Linked DNA regions of Pan troglodytes: region 2 is linked to region 1. Evidence: chromatin contacts called from public capture Hi-C data. All regions are on one chromosome and are shown on one strand. The core of a region is the stretch at or near the end of the contact, and the rest is flanking DNA. Distances in the headings are between cores, read along the strand shown. Region 1 overlaps TPCN2 (two pore segment channel 2). Region 2 overlaps LTO1 (LTO1 maturation factor of ABCE1).

Region 1 (5,738 bases), core at 1,249-3,748:
CAGTTTGTGATCTTTTGTTACGGCAGCCGCAAGAAATCTCCCAGCTGACACGGCCGGCTCGTTTCTTTCACTAGTACTGAAGGCGCCAGAACATATGTCACGGCCACCCTTGTCCTGGGGTTCCCGGCCAGCAAGGCCTGGACTCCAGATCACAGCCCTGCACTGGAAGTCAACGAGGAAACAGCCCCCAACATGTGACGTCGAGGAGGCGAAGCCCACCTCCCAGGCCGCAGGCTGCTCTCTGGAGAGTGGACAGTGACACGCCTCCTTCAAGGACCCTGGCTATGACGGCCTTTGTAAACTGCAAAGTGCCTTCCAGGTTACACGGTGGGGTTATGAACGGGACTGAGTTCCTATCTCCCGAGAGTGAGAGTGCGAGTTCCTGACCCATGCCCCACCCCAGGAACGGCCAGGGCACAGAGGCCAGTGCCGGGAGCCGGGCCCTGAAGGTCCCGCAGTGGCCTGCAGCACCCCTGGGGCTGCACCCGCCTGCTGGGAGAGGGGCGGCCCCGCCCTCCCCCAGGGGAGGCGGCCGTCACATGGCAGAGGTGCCAAGCTGGTGAAAGGCCGCCCTCCCTCTCCTGGCACCGCCGTCCACTGCAAATGCCTGGCCAGAGTCAGTGCCAGCAGCCTTCAGGGGCTGTCATGTGCCCAGGCTGCTGGCAGCTGCTGGTCAAGGGGCCTTGCCCTCCCTCTCTCTGGACACACCTTTGATTCGGAGGAATGTGTGTGTGTGCTTTTTATTCCTTGAAGGGGAAAAAGCTCTCTCTCGGCAGAATTCTTCCCGGGACCCCGGCTGCTGACCGCTGGTGAGGGGTCCTGGGAAGGTCAGGCCTCTGAAGGGACCTCCGCCCCTGCCTTCCCACCACCCTCCCTGATACCGCGAACACACTCCGTGCCTTCGGTTGCTCGGGAAGGATTAGAGGGCCGTGGCTTTAAATCCCACCTCTGAGATTATAAATCCTGGAATCCAACCCTGCCTCCGAGCTGGTGACCCTGGGCAAGTCCCTCCATCCCCCTGACCCACAGTTTGTTCATCCACATCATAGGGATATTCCAGAGGGCTCAACAGAGGACTAAGCACAGTGAAACCGTGCTCCTTATCAGCTCCACAAGGGCACTCTGAGAGTTTTCACCTTCCGGGGGTTATTAATGATGACGCCAGGGCGACAGGTGTCGCCCGGGACTTTGGGGCAGACTGGGATGTTTGGCACGCTCTGATTAAACAAGATAACATACATCAATAAGATAACATCCTTGGCTCAGGCCTCCTAGCAAGTGCTCCGCAAACACTAGTGATCGCCACTCCCAACTTCTCCCAATCCAGGCTACGTGCCCGTGGTCCTGTCACCAGCTGCTCCAAGCTTCAGTCTCTGTAGGACAGAGCTGATCACTTGGAGCTGAGCCTTCCTAGGCCACGCTGGTCGCAGAGCAACTGCCCTGCAAGGGAGTTTCATTTATTCATAATAAATCCTATGTTAAGGCTGAGGGTGAGACAAGCCTTTTTGTTTCTGGCATTTTCTCTCCTAAGCAAAGCCTGGTGCAGACAGAAGGAAATCATGATCCGTCCATCTCAGCACCAGGAGTTCTCGGTGGAGGGCCCGTTGCCAGGTAGAGGGACTTCTGGAAGAGCAGTCATAGGTTCCCAAGGAGCTGGAGGTCATGCGCCAAAGGTGCAGGTTTTGCTGGGTTCACAAAGGGGCCGAGGGGCAGGGGCCCAGTGACCACCTGGCCTCAGGCCCCAGAAGGACCCCTGTAGGCAGCTCGGCATCACCAAGGGCAGCTCCCAAGAGATCATCAGGAGCCTAGAGGCCACCCCCATGTGAACAATGGGGCCCCGGATCCCTACGAAAGAGGGTGGCAGAGCTGGACATGAAGCCGGCACCTGGCACGGGTCCTTCTCTTTCCTGGGTGAGGCCTAGGGCTCTCCCATTCTGGAAGGCATGAGCATAAAAGCACCTCCCTGTAGCACCCCCAGCCCCTACGCCCGGGGGCCAGCTTGCCTTTTTGCTCCACACACCAGGGTCATCCTCACACACTCAGGGAAAACATCCCTACCCCTCGGTCCCCACAATATTCCAAACCCATCACTGAGCACTTCCGAGCGAGAGCTGGGCCACAGCCTCCCTGACCTTCCAGAAGGGCTGTCGCACGGCCTGTTTGCTCACATGAAAAAACCGGGCTCAGAAAGGTTAGGTAACTTGTTCAGATCACACAGCTGCGAGGGCTGGGCTCGAGCCCAGGTCCGTCTGGCTCCACCGCCTATGTTCTGGGCTGAGCTATAAAACTGCACACCCCTCACCTACCTCCCCACATACTGGTCCGTCTATCCCTCGGCCACAGTGCTCAGAGCTGCCTCTGGCCCCAGAATGCATGGAGGTGGAAGGAGACCTGGGAGGAAATGAGACTCATGGAAAGGGAATAACGTGATGAATGCAGCACTAGAGCCCAGAGACGGGAACAGGGGAGGCCTCCTGAAGAGGGGCGTCGGGGTGGGGCAGGTTGGCCAGGTGGGGACGAGGGGACAGCAGAGGGAACAGCAGTGGACACGCACAGAGAGAGACAGCAGAGGGAACAGCAGTGGACATGCAGAGAGAGAGACAGCGGTGCCATGTCCAGGCAGCTGCAGGACGTTCTCGAGGCTGCCCTGAGTGAGGGGCCGGGCTTCGCTGGGCATTCTAGGCTCAAACCAGGGGTTGGGGCTTTTCTCTTAGATTGAATCCTGAAGAGCCATAGACAGTTCTAAGCCCAGGGTGAGTGACAACATTGACCATTTGGAAGTGCCCACCAGAGGCCACGTGTCCCAGAAGGAGAGGAGTTAGAACAGGGAGTTGCCGGGAGGGGAGATGGCACTGAGCTGGGGGCGGGGAGGGAGAACAGGCGGCCTAAGGAGGTCTGAGACGGGACTGGGCGGCAACATGAACCAGCTGGGGGTGAGACCGGGAGCCCACACACTGAAGGCACATTGGTTTTTAATGCCTTGCAATTGCCTTTGATTCTGCAAGAGAACGACATTTCTGGAAGCTCTGCTAGAAAATCTGATTAGTGCAAAACGAGAATCTATTCATGAGTGTGGCTGCTCCCCAACTCCCACCCCATTGACCTGCCCAACCCTCCTGTCCAAGAAGCCGCCTGAGGACTCCCAACCCGACCAAAAGCTGCACTTTGGCACGAACCTTTTGTAGGTAGAGAACGTCAAAAATGCAAGTCTTACAACGAGGACAGGACAGTGTCCTGGCCAGGCCTGGAGGCCGAAAGGTGGAGAAGAGGACACCCAGACCCCATGGTTGTCCAGGACGTAGAGAGAGCCCCTGTTTTATTGCTGTTTTTGCTGGGGGGGTGGGGAGGAGTCTCGCTCTGTTGCCCAGGCTGGAGTGCAGTGCCGCGATCTCGGCTCACTGCAATCTCCGCCTCCCGAGTTCAAGCGATTCTTCTGCCTCAGCCTCCTGAGTAGCTGGGACTATAGGCGCCCATAACACCTGGCTAATTTTTTGTATTTTTAGTAGAGATAGGGTTTCACCATATTAGCCAGGATGGTCTCGATCTCCGGACCTCATGATCCGCCCAACTCAGCCTTCCAAAGTGCTGGGATTACAGGGATAAGCCACCGCGCCCAGCCTGATTGCTATTTTATTCTGGGGGAAACACACCAAAGTAGGAATGTCAGAATCAAATCATTGGTGCCTTTTTAGGGCAGACGCCCACAGTCTTGTGAAGACACCATGGTGGAGGGTTCACAAGGGGATTGAACTCCCAGAAAGGATAATGAAGTGTTCACACCAGAGCCTGAGGGAGCCAGGGAGGCCTCCACATGGGCCCCAGCCCTGGCATCAGGAGAATTCGCCCCACCCGCTGGGGAAGGCGGCGGCCCACCCAGCCATGGCCCAATGGCCAGGCGGAATCAGCACGCTGGGCTGAGCTATCTGGGGCCAGAATTCAGAATGCCACACGTAGCAAACAGTTAATGATCAACTGGTCACCCCTATCCAAAAGACCTAAAACTAATAGGGCTATAAAATGTGTAAAATATCTGCCCCCGACCAGACCAGACAAGACAGCTTAGGGCAGTGAACATTTCTCTGTGTTCCCTTTCAATAACCTTGTGCTGGGAGGCAGGCCATGGGGCCACTCCTGTGGGAAAATTTTCCCGAAGCAAGCCATTTGGTCAGAAAGGCTTCCCATGCTCTCCTCAGCACCCCGTCCCTGGCCACGACCCCTCTCCCCTTGCAGCCAGAGCTGAAGGGACACAGATTCTTTCCCAAGTTGCACATTTTGGGAAGAAAGCTGGAGTGTTTTAAATGAACCATGTATTTGCCCCTTGAAGGGGAAAGGAGGGCGCCAGAGGAGTGGGAGTGGACCTCCCATCCATGCACAGGCCTTCGCTCTCCTTTCCTGACACAGAGAGTGACTTCTGCTAGAGCTGCTGACTTCTGCCAATTTATATGCTAATTCCAGAAATGATTCTTCCTACATTAAATAAAAGCTGAGGAATGTTCCAAAGGTCTGAACAGACTGTACCATTAACAGACAGAGGAGAGCTGCGCAGGCCCTGCCCACAGGAGTTTTGAGCGTGTGAACTTGTGTGCAGCTCACACTCTTGCCTAATTTTAGGCGCACGTGCTCCTTCGGCTGACTTGCCAAAATAAAACTGCTTCGGCATCCAAAGCCTCCCCGTGCCCATCTTGACCTTGTGGTCCCCTTTTGGAGTAACCTTCTGAGAAAGCAGAGACTGCAAAACAGAATTGGAAGGGGGCCACATTGAGTTCACACCCCAGAGTGATCACCTGACCCTGAGTCTGTCAGCATCATCAAAGTATGGCCCCCCTGACCCAGTGCCTGAGCCCCCCGCCTCCTCCACAGCCTCTTCATTTTCCCCACCCACCCCTACAGACACCAGTCTTCCCACTTCAACAAGCCCTTCCTTCTTCAGACGCTTTGCACATTCTGTTCCTCCCACTGGGACTGCGCTTCTCTGCTCCCGAGCAGGTCACTCTGGCTCATCCAATTCATCTCAGCTCACTTGCCAGAGAAGCCCACTCTGAGCACCAGGTGAGGGGGGGCTGGTTATACACTCTTAGTGAGTGTTGTACCTTCCTTCCTGGTGGTCCTCACAATTCTAGTAGATTTGCATAATCATTTCTTCAGAGCTTCCCAGCCTCCTGAGAGCAGGAACTAGGATCCATCCTGTATCCCCAGTATCAAGAAGAATGTTTGTCATAGACTACAAAGAGGGAAGTAGGGAGTTTGGATAGATATTTGGGAAATGTTTGGATGGATGGATGGATGGATGGATAGATGGATGGATGGATGGATGTTTGGATGGATGGATGGATGGATGGACAGATGGATGTTTGGATGGACGGAAGGATGTCTGGATGGATGGATAAATGCTTAGATGGATGGATGGATGGATGGATGGACAGATGGACGAACGAATGGATGGATGGACAGATGGATGGACGTTTGGATGGATGCCTGGATGGATGGATGGATGAATGTTTAGATGGATGGATGGATGGATGAAAGAATGGATGGCTGAATGGATGGATGAATAGATGGGTGTTTGGATGGATGGATGGATGGATGGATGGATGTTTGGATGGACGGATGTATGGATGGATGGATGTTTGGATGGACAGATGGATGTTTGGATGGACAGATGGATGGATGGGTGGATGGATGGATGGATGGATGGATGGATGGATGAATGGATGGATATTTAGATGGATGGATGGATG
Region 2 (6,175 bases), core at 3,416-5,915, 560 kb before region 1:
GTGGCCGTGGACGCAGGGACAAGTGTGGGCCTGATGCTCTGGTCCTCTTCTCCTGGCCCGCTCCGGCGGGGCACGTGCCCAGCTGCTCTTCCAGACCCGCCTTCCCTGTCAGGGCTGCCCCAAGCATCTGCTCAGCCTGGTGGTTCCCCTCCTCCGAGGCCGCCCCGTCCTCTGGGAGGGCAGACCTTTGCCATCTGGGAGCTGCCTTTTTTTCTGGTTCCTTAATCATAGGACATACGGCAGTATTCATGGATGTGCTGATAGATGTACCCGACCACACCCCTTTTCCTCCAGAGCCCCTGGGGAGCCCCTCGTGCTGCGACAGTGGGGGAGCTGTGAGTTGCCTCCTGGCTGACTTCCAGTGCCCGGCCCAGAGGACACGTCCATAGATGTTAGTTAAGAAAGCGGCCGAACATTTAGCAGTCAGTCGCTGACGTTTATTTAGCTCGCGCTGTGAGTCAGACACAGAGCTAAACGTTCCACCCTGGTTATCTACTTCAGCCCTACTTAGTGAGTGGATCCTATTATTCTTCGGAATTTACAGACTAGGAGGCACAGTCAGTTTCCAGGGTCACACAACTAATAAGTGGGGAGCTGTGCACCCTGCTTCATGGGGCGCTGCAGCCCACTCCTTGCACGTTTGGTGACTGCAGGTTAAGATAGTGCTAGTTCCACTGTTGGGCCTCAGGGTCAGTGCTACTCCGGGTACCAGTCGGAGAACATTTTGTGGTGATCTGATGCCATTTCTCTCTGTTGCCCTACCCATGTGATGTCAAACCGTGTGTATGTTGCAGTTTTTTGGAAGCGGTTGACTTGGGCTAGTGCTACTTGAACACTCACAGAACTTTGGCCCCCTAACTCTGGCTGCAAACCAGACTTACCTAGGAGACTTTGAAAAGTAGATTCCGGGCCAGATGCGGTGGCTCACGCCTGTAATCCCAGCACTTTGGGAGGCCGAGGCGGGCGGATCACGAGGTCAGGAGATCCAGACCATCCTAGCTAACACGGTGAAACCCCGTCTCTACTAAAAATACAGAAAATTAGCCGGATGTGATGGTGGGCGCCTGTAGTCTCAGCTACTTGGGAGGCTGAGGCAGGAGAGCGTGAACCCAGGAAGCAGAGCTTGCAGTGAGCCGAGATCGCACCACTGCACTCCAGCCTGGGCGACAAAGCGAGACTCCGTCTCAAGAAAAGAAAAGTGGATTGCAGGCCAGGTGCGGTGGCCCTCACTTGTAATCCCAACACTTTGAGTGGCCAAAGCTGGAGGATCGCTTGAGCCCAGGAGTTTGAGGCTATAGTGAGCTGTGATCGTACCATTGCACTCCAGGCAGGGCAACAGAGACCCTGTCTCAAAAAAAAAAAAAAAAGGAAGAAAGAAAAGTAGATTCCAGAGCCTTGCTCCAGACGTACTGAATCTCTGGGGGTGAGGCTTTTGAGTTAATATCTTTGAATTTTCCTTGTGTGTTTCTAGTACCCTATCAGGTTTGGGAATCCCTAATTTAGCCCTTTGTTGTAGATGGAGAAACTGGGCTACAAGAGGTACAGTGACTTCCAGAGGCAAATAGGAAGTGGTAGATCTGGGACTGGAATCTGTGTCTTCTGACTTGAATTTTAGGCTTTTCCTCCTTTACTCTGGTTTGTCTTACTGGGTCCGGGTAATACAAGAGAGAGAAGTTTTTCTGGAGAAAGTATTCTTTCTCCTGTTGATTTGATGAAGCATACTTCTTCTTCACAGGTTTCATGGGGAAGGGTATCGGGAAGGCTATGAAGAAGGCAGTAGTTTGGGTGTGATGGAGGGAAGGCAGCATGGCACGCTGCATGGAGCCAAAATCGGGTCTGAGGTAAGTGGGAACCCCCATCTGGAGATGAAGCCTCTTCATTTACAATTTATAATTTATTTCGATATTCAGTGTGATGGAGTAAGAATTGTCAGGCCTTTTAAAATCACAGTGCCGGATGGGCGCTGTGACTCACACCTGTAATCCCAGCACTTTGGGAGTCTGAGGTGGGCGGATCGCCTTGAGGTCAGGAGTTGGAGACCAGCCTGACCGACATGGTGAAACACTGTCTCTACTGAAAATACTGAATTAGCTGGGCATGGTGGTTTATGCCTGTAATCCCAGCCACTTGGGAGGCTGAGGTATGAGACTCGCTTGAACCTGGGAGGCGGAGGTTGTGGTGAGCCGGGACCATGCCATTGCACTGCAGCCTGGGCGACAGGATGAAACTCCATCTCCAAAAAATAAACAAAAAAAATCACAGTGCCTTTGCATGGTAGTTAATGGACTAGATGGACTGTTGCTGGAGAAATATTCTTAGTACAGAACCAAGATTGCATTTTGCTGTAGGTAGATACAATTAAATTATGCATGCTGGATAAAAGAAAACAAGTACCTGGTCTCCTGAGTTTACTTGGGAGTGTCATGGTGCTGGCTCATGTACTAAGCCAGCTGAATCATTGTCCAAAGAATGGGTGCCCTCTGTCATGTGAGAATATTCCATTTATGTTTACATTGAAATTTCATTAACTTCATGATTTTTTTTTCTCTTCTTGCCCTTTGTCCTAGATTGGCTCTTACAGATAAGTGGCCCTTAGTGGCAAAGTCTGAGTTGAGGCAGTTATGACTATATTGGATGTTCGATGCTGTGAAACAGATCACCACAAAATTCATGGGCTTAACACAGCAAATATGGATGATCTCACATGTTTCTGAGGGTTGGGAACTCAGGAGCAGCTTTGCTGGGTGGTCCTGGCTCAGGGTGTCAGCCAGAGCCGTGTCACCTGAAGGCTTGACTGGGCTTGGAGGATCTGCCTCCAAGGTGGTGCTGTCACCTGACTGTGGGCATGGACATCTCCATGGGGCTGCTTGTATGTCCTCATGACATTCAAGAGCGAGTGGTCCAAGAGAGCTGGTGAGGCAAGTGACACTGGCTTTTATCCCTAGACTCAGGAGCTTTGTGCTGTTCCTCCACATTCTGTTGGTTATGAAAGCCACCCTGGTGGAGTGTTGAGGGACCTGCACAGGGCATGGGTACCAGGAGATGAGGACTGGGGCATCTGGGAGGCTGGCTGCCCCACCGATGACCTAATTTCCTAATTTCCATTGCCTAATGCTCAACAGGTGCTTCCAGAACAATAGTGTGAGAAGCACCGCTGCCTTCTGCCCCCACCTTTTGTTTTGAGATCTTGGTAATGAAAGTGTAGCTAGTTGCTTATTAATTTCACTCTTAAATATTTTTCACATTCACAGATCGGGTGCTACCAAGGTTTTGCTTTTGCATGGAAATGTCTACTGCACAGTTGCACCACTGAGAAGGACAGGTAAAGGTGAAGATGTCTTTCTTTCTCAGCGTAGGAACCAGGAGTTCTAGTTCCATGGGTTACCAGCATGCCCTTGAGTAATCAATCTGTCTGTTCCTCATCTGTAAAATGGAGAAAATTATCAGTGTCAAGCTTGAGTGTTGTTAGGAGATTTAACGGAAATACTAAATAGAAAGTGCCAGGCACATTTTAGGTGTTTGGTGAACACTGGCTGTTGTTGCTTCTCAAGAGTTCTATGCTCCTGCCTTTTACCTGGAGTCATTAGTGCACCGCATGGCTTTTAGATACCCTACCAATAAAATAATGTTGACATTGATTGTATTTTCGCATTCACCTTTCCCCTGAGCTTCTAATAAACAAATTAGAACAGTTTTGTAGCACTTGGGCTCAGAGATGAGGACACCAGTGTCATCAGTTTTTTAATGTAGCCAACTAAGTCTGTTAACAAGAAAATGCCTTTAAATGTGTTTAACTCCTTTCTGGAACTTGTCAACACTCAGTAAGTGTTAGCTGTCATTTGAATTGTTTTTAGCCTTTAAAAACTCTTCCCGGCCGGGCGCAGTGGCTCACTCCTATAATCCCAGCACTTTGGGAGGCCAAGGCGGGCAGATCACGAGATCAAGAGTTCAAGACCAGCCTGGCCAATATGGTGAAACCCTGTCTCTACTAAAAATACAAAAATTAGCCGGGCGTGGCGCCGTGTGTCTGTAGTGCCACCTACTCGGGAGGCTGAGGTTGAAGAATTGCCTGAACCCAGGAGGCAGAGGTTGCAGTGAGCCAAGATCATGCCACTGCGCTCCAGCCTGGGCGACAGAGCGAGACTCCTTCTCAAAAACAAACAAACAAACAAAAACTCTTCTTCCTGCATTGTACTTACTGAAGCCCCATGTGATCCTGCTTTATCTATCTTCATTCTGAAGCTGGAAATGAACCCTTGAGATGGTTTGGATACTCTGCTGTTCATGGGCGGCAGCAAGCGCGGGACCTGAGCTGGTGCTCTGCGTCATTCTGACACCTGGTGGCCTCGCCTAGCGTGGGAGGGGCACAAGGAGAGTGGATAACTCTCTCCCTGACTACGTGACTTGTGCTTTTATTTGAAATATCTTGAATTTCTAGAAATACCTTGAATATCTTGAATATTCAAATGTTTAAGAATGAGGATGCTTGCAACTGATACGGGTAGTTCTTTCTGCTCCGTTTGTACCAGCAGTTGGGAGTCGATGGGATTCTGGGTTAGCAGAGGGGCACTTGAGGACATTTTCCTCCTGGTTCTCAGGCAGCGGCCGGCAGTTGGGGATCCCAGGGGAATCGCTGTTGGCAGCCTGTGCTGCCACTAGGTGGCAGTCAAAGCTGAGCGTGGCTCTCAACTCCAGGCCACAAAAGGATGTGTGTTCTTGGAGTTCTCCGCCTGTCTCCCTTCTCCCATAGCGGCAGAATCTGCCGGCTCCTGGAGAAGTGCTCCGCTGTGTGCCAGTGGTCCCATCCCAGGAGGTTGCCAGCCCTTACCCCAGAGCAGGGGTTTGCTGATGTCTGAAAGCAGCACACTCAGTCTAGCTAACAGAGAAGAACCGCTTTGGTTGACGAGGAGCTGGTGGAAGCCCTGCCAGACCCCCCTCGCAGCCGCCCTCATCCCATCCAGTAGTACCCAGAGGTCTCTTTGGAACCTAAGGCTTTATTGTAGAGCAGTGGTTCACGGATGTTTAGATCTTATATGTCAGGGTTTTTTTTTGTTTTTTTTTTTTTTTAAATGGTGAAGGGCTGATATTGCATGTTTTACCTGTAAATTTTTCCAAATAAGGATGTTAAGAGAAAAACACCTGCCACCGCATTGTCATTCAGCAAAATGCTGGGCATTGTAACACCAAAGAAACCACGGAGAGCGGCATCTCAGGCCAAAAGATGGTGCTTTCCGTTGAGTAACTAGCTTTCCAGTAAACTGCGTGACACTTCTGTCCCCAGCTTCAGCAGTCTGGTGAAACCCTCCTGCAGACCAGCGCGCACCAGGGCTGAGCACGGGGGCTCTGGCACCATCACTTTGTTTCATTAGCCCTGAGCTGCTCACACCTGCCTGACGTGTGCCGCCTCTGATGGTGCGCCCGGCTGGGTGTGTCTGAGCAGCATCGCTGACCAGAGAAGTCACCGCTTGCCAAGTGGAAAGTGCGTGGTCCTCTGCATCGGGTTAGCATACAGCCACCTCCCACGTTTTGGCGTCTCCCTTTGGTTTCCCTGGAAACCAGGTGCTTTGTTGCTAAAACTGACTTGCTTTGACCTTTCACAGTTTTGTATTTTCTCAGAGAGGTAGCCATGGTTAGCTCTTGTAAACTGGATGCTGCTGGCAAACTTGCTCTTCTCTGTATCCAGGAGCACCAGCTGTTTGCAAGTACACAGGAGGTCTTGGTTGCTTTGAATTGCTGTTGATTCATCCTAACCGTCAGTTCTTTAAAATGCCCGTTAATCGAGTATCTTGCCTACTCTGGCCACTCACATGGTCCAATGCGGCATAGAGGCAGCATGCTTCTCAGGACCACCTGTGGTTCATTGAAAAGACCTGGCCCCACGAGATGTACACATGTGTAGATTATTTTTAAAACCCTGCAGGTGAGAGCCCTGATCTCTAGGATCCAGAGGAAACCAAGAGACCAAGAGACTAACATTTATTGAGCACCTACTCTGTGCTAGAGTCCAAGCTTCATGTCAATATTTTTTTTTTTTTTTTTTTTTTTGGGACGGAGTCTCACTCTGTCCCCTAGGCTGGAGTGCAGTGGCACAATCTTAGCTCACTGCAACCTCCACCTCCCAGGTTCCAGCAATTCTGTCTCAGCCTCCCGAGTAGCTGGGACTACGGGCACACAC

The links. Capture Hi-C pulls out chosen DNA fragments and counts their contacts.
Region 2: a contact with region 1 is called in a capture Hi-C map of stem cell-derived neural stem cells, with 4 times the contacts expected there. The contact joins two enhancer-like sites. A contact is called at or near these places in 2 of 7 Hi-C or Micro-C datasets (induced pluripotent stem cells and stem cell-derived neural progenitor cells), 1 of 1 datasets of contacts at active chromatin or transcription factors (stem cell-derived excitatory neurons) and 1 of 1 other capture datasets (stem cell-derived neural stem cells).

The regions. Positions count from the first base shown.
Region 1 is chr9:71,161,536-71,167,273 of NHGRI_mPanTro3-v2.0_pri, reverse strand. The region is part of intron 19 of TPCN2 (two pore segment channel 2); the gene reads right to left. Among named protein-coding and RNA genes, the nearest start is that of SMIM38, 44 kb to the left of the region's middle. Within about 2 kb of position 2,498, at least 1 of the 24 cell types and tissues checked has an H3K27ac peak or open chromatin away from gene starts, as enhancers often do. A contact at or near this core is called in stem cell-derived neural stem cells, where this site is marked.
Region 2 is chr9:71,725,486-71,731,660 of NHGRI_mPanTro3-v2.0_pri, reverse strand. It overlaps LTO1 (LTO1 maturation factor of ABCE1), which reads left to right. Exons shown (of 6, transcript XM_016921435.4): 2 at 1,736-1,841; 3 at 3,252-3,322. Among named protein-coding and RNA genes, the nearest start is that of LTO1, 3.4 kb to the left of the region's middle. Within about 2 kb of position 4,665, at least 5 of the 24 cell types and tissues checked have an H3K27ac peak or open chromatin away from gene starts, as enhancers often do. A contact at or near this core is called in stem cell-derived neural stem cells, where this site is marked.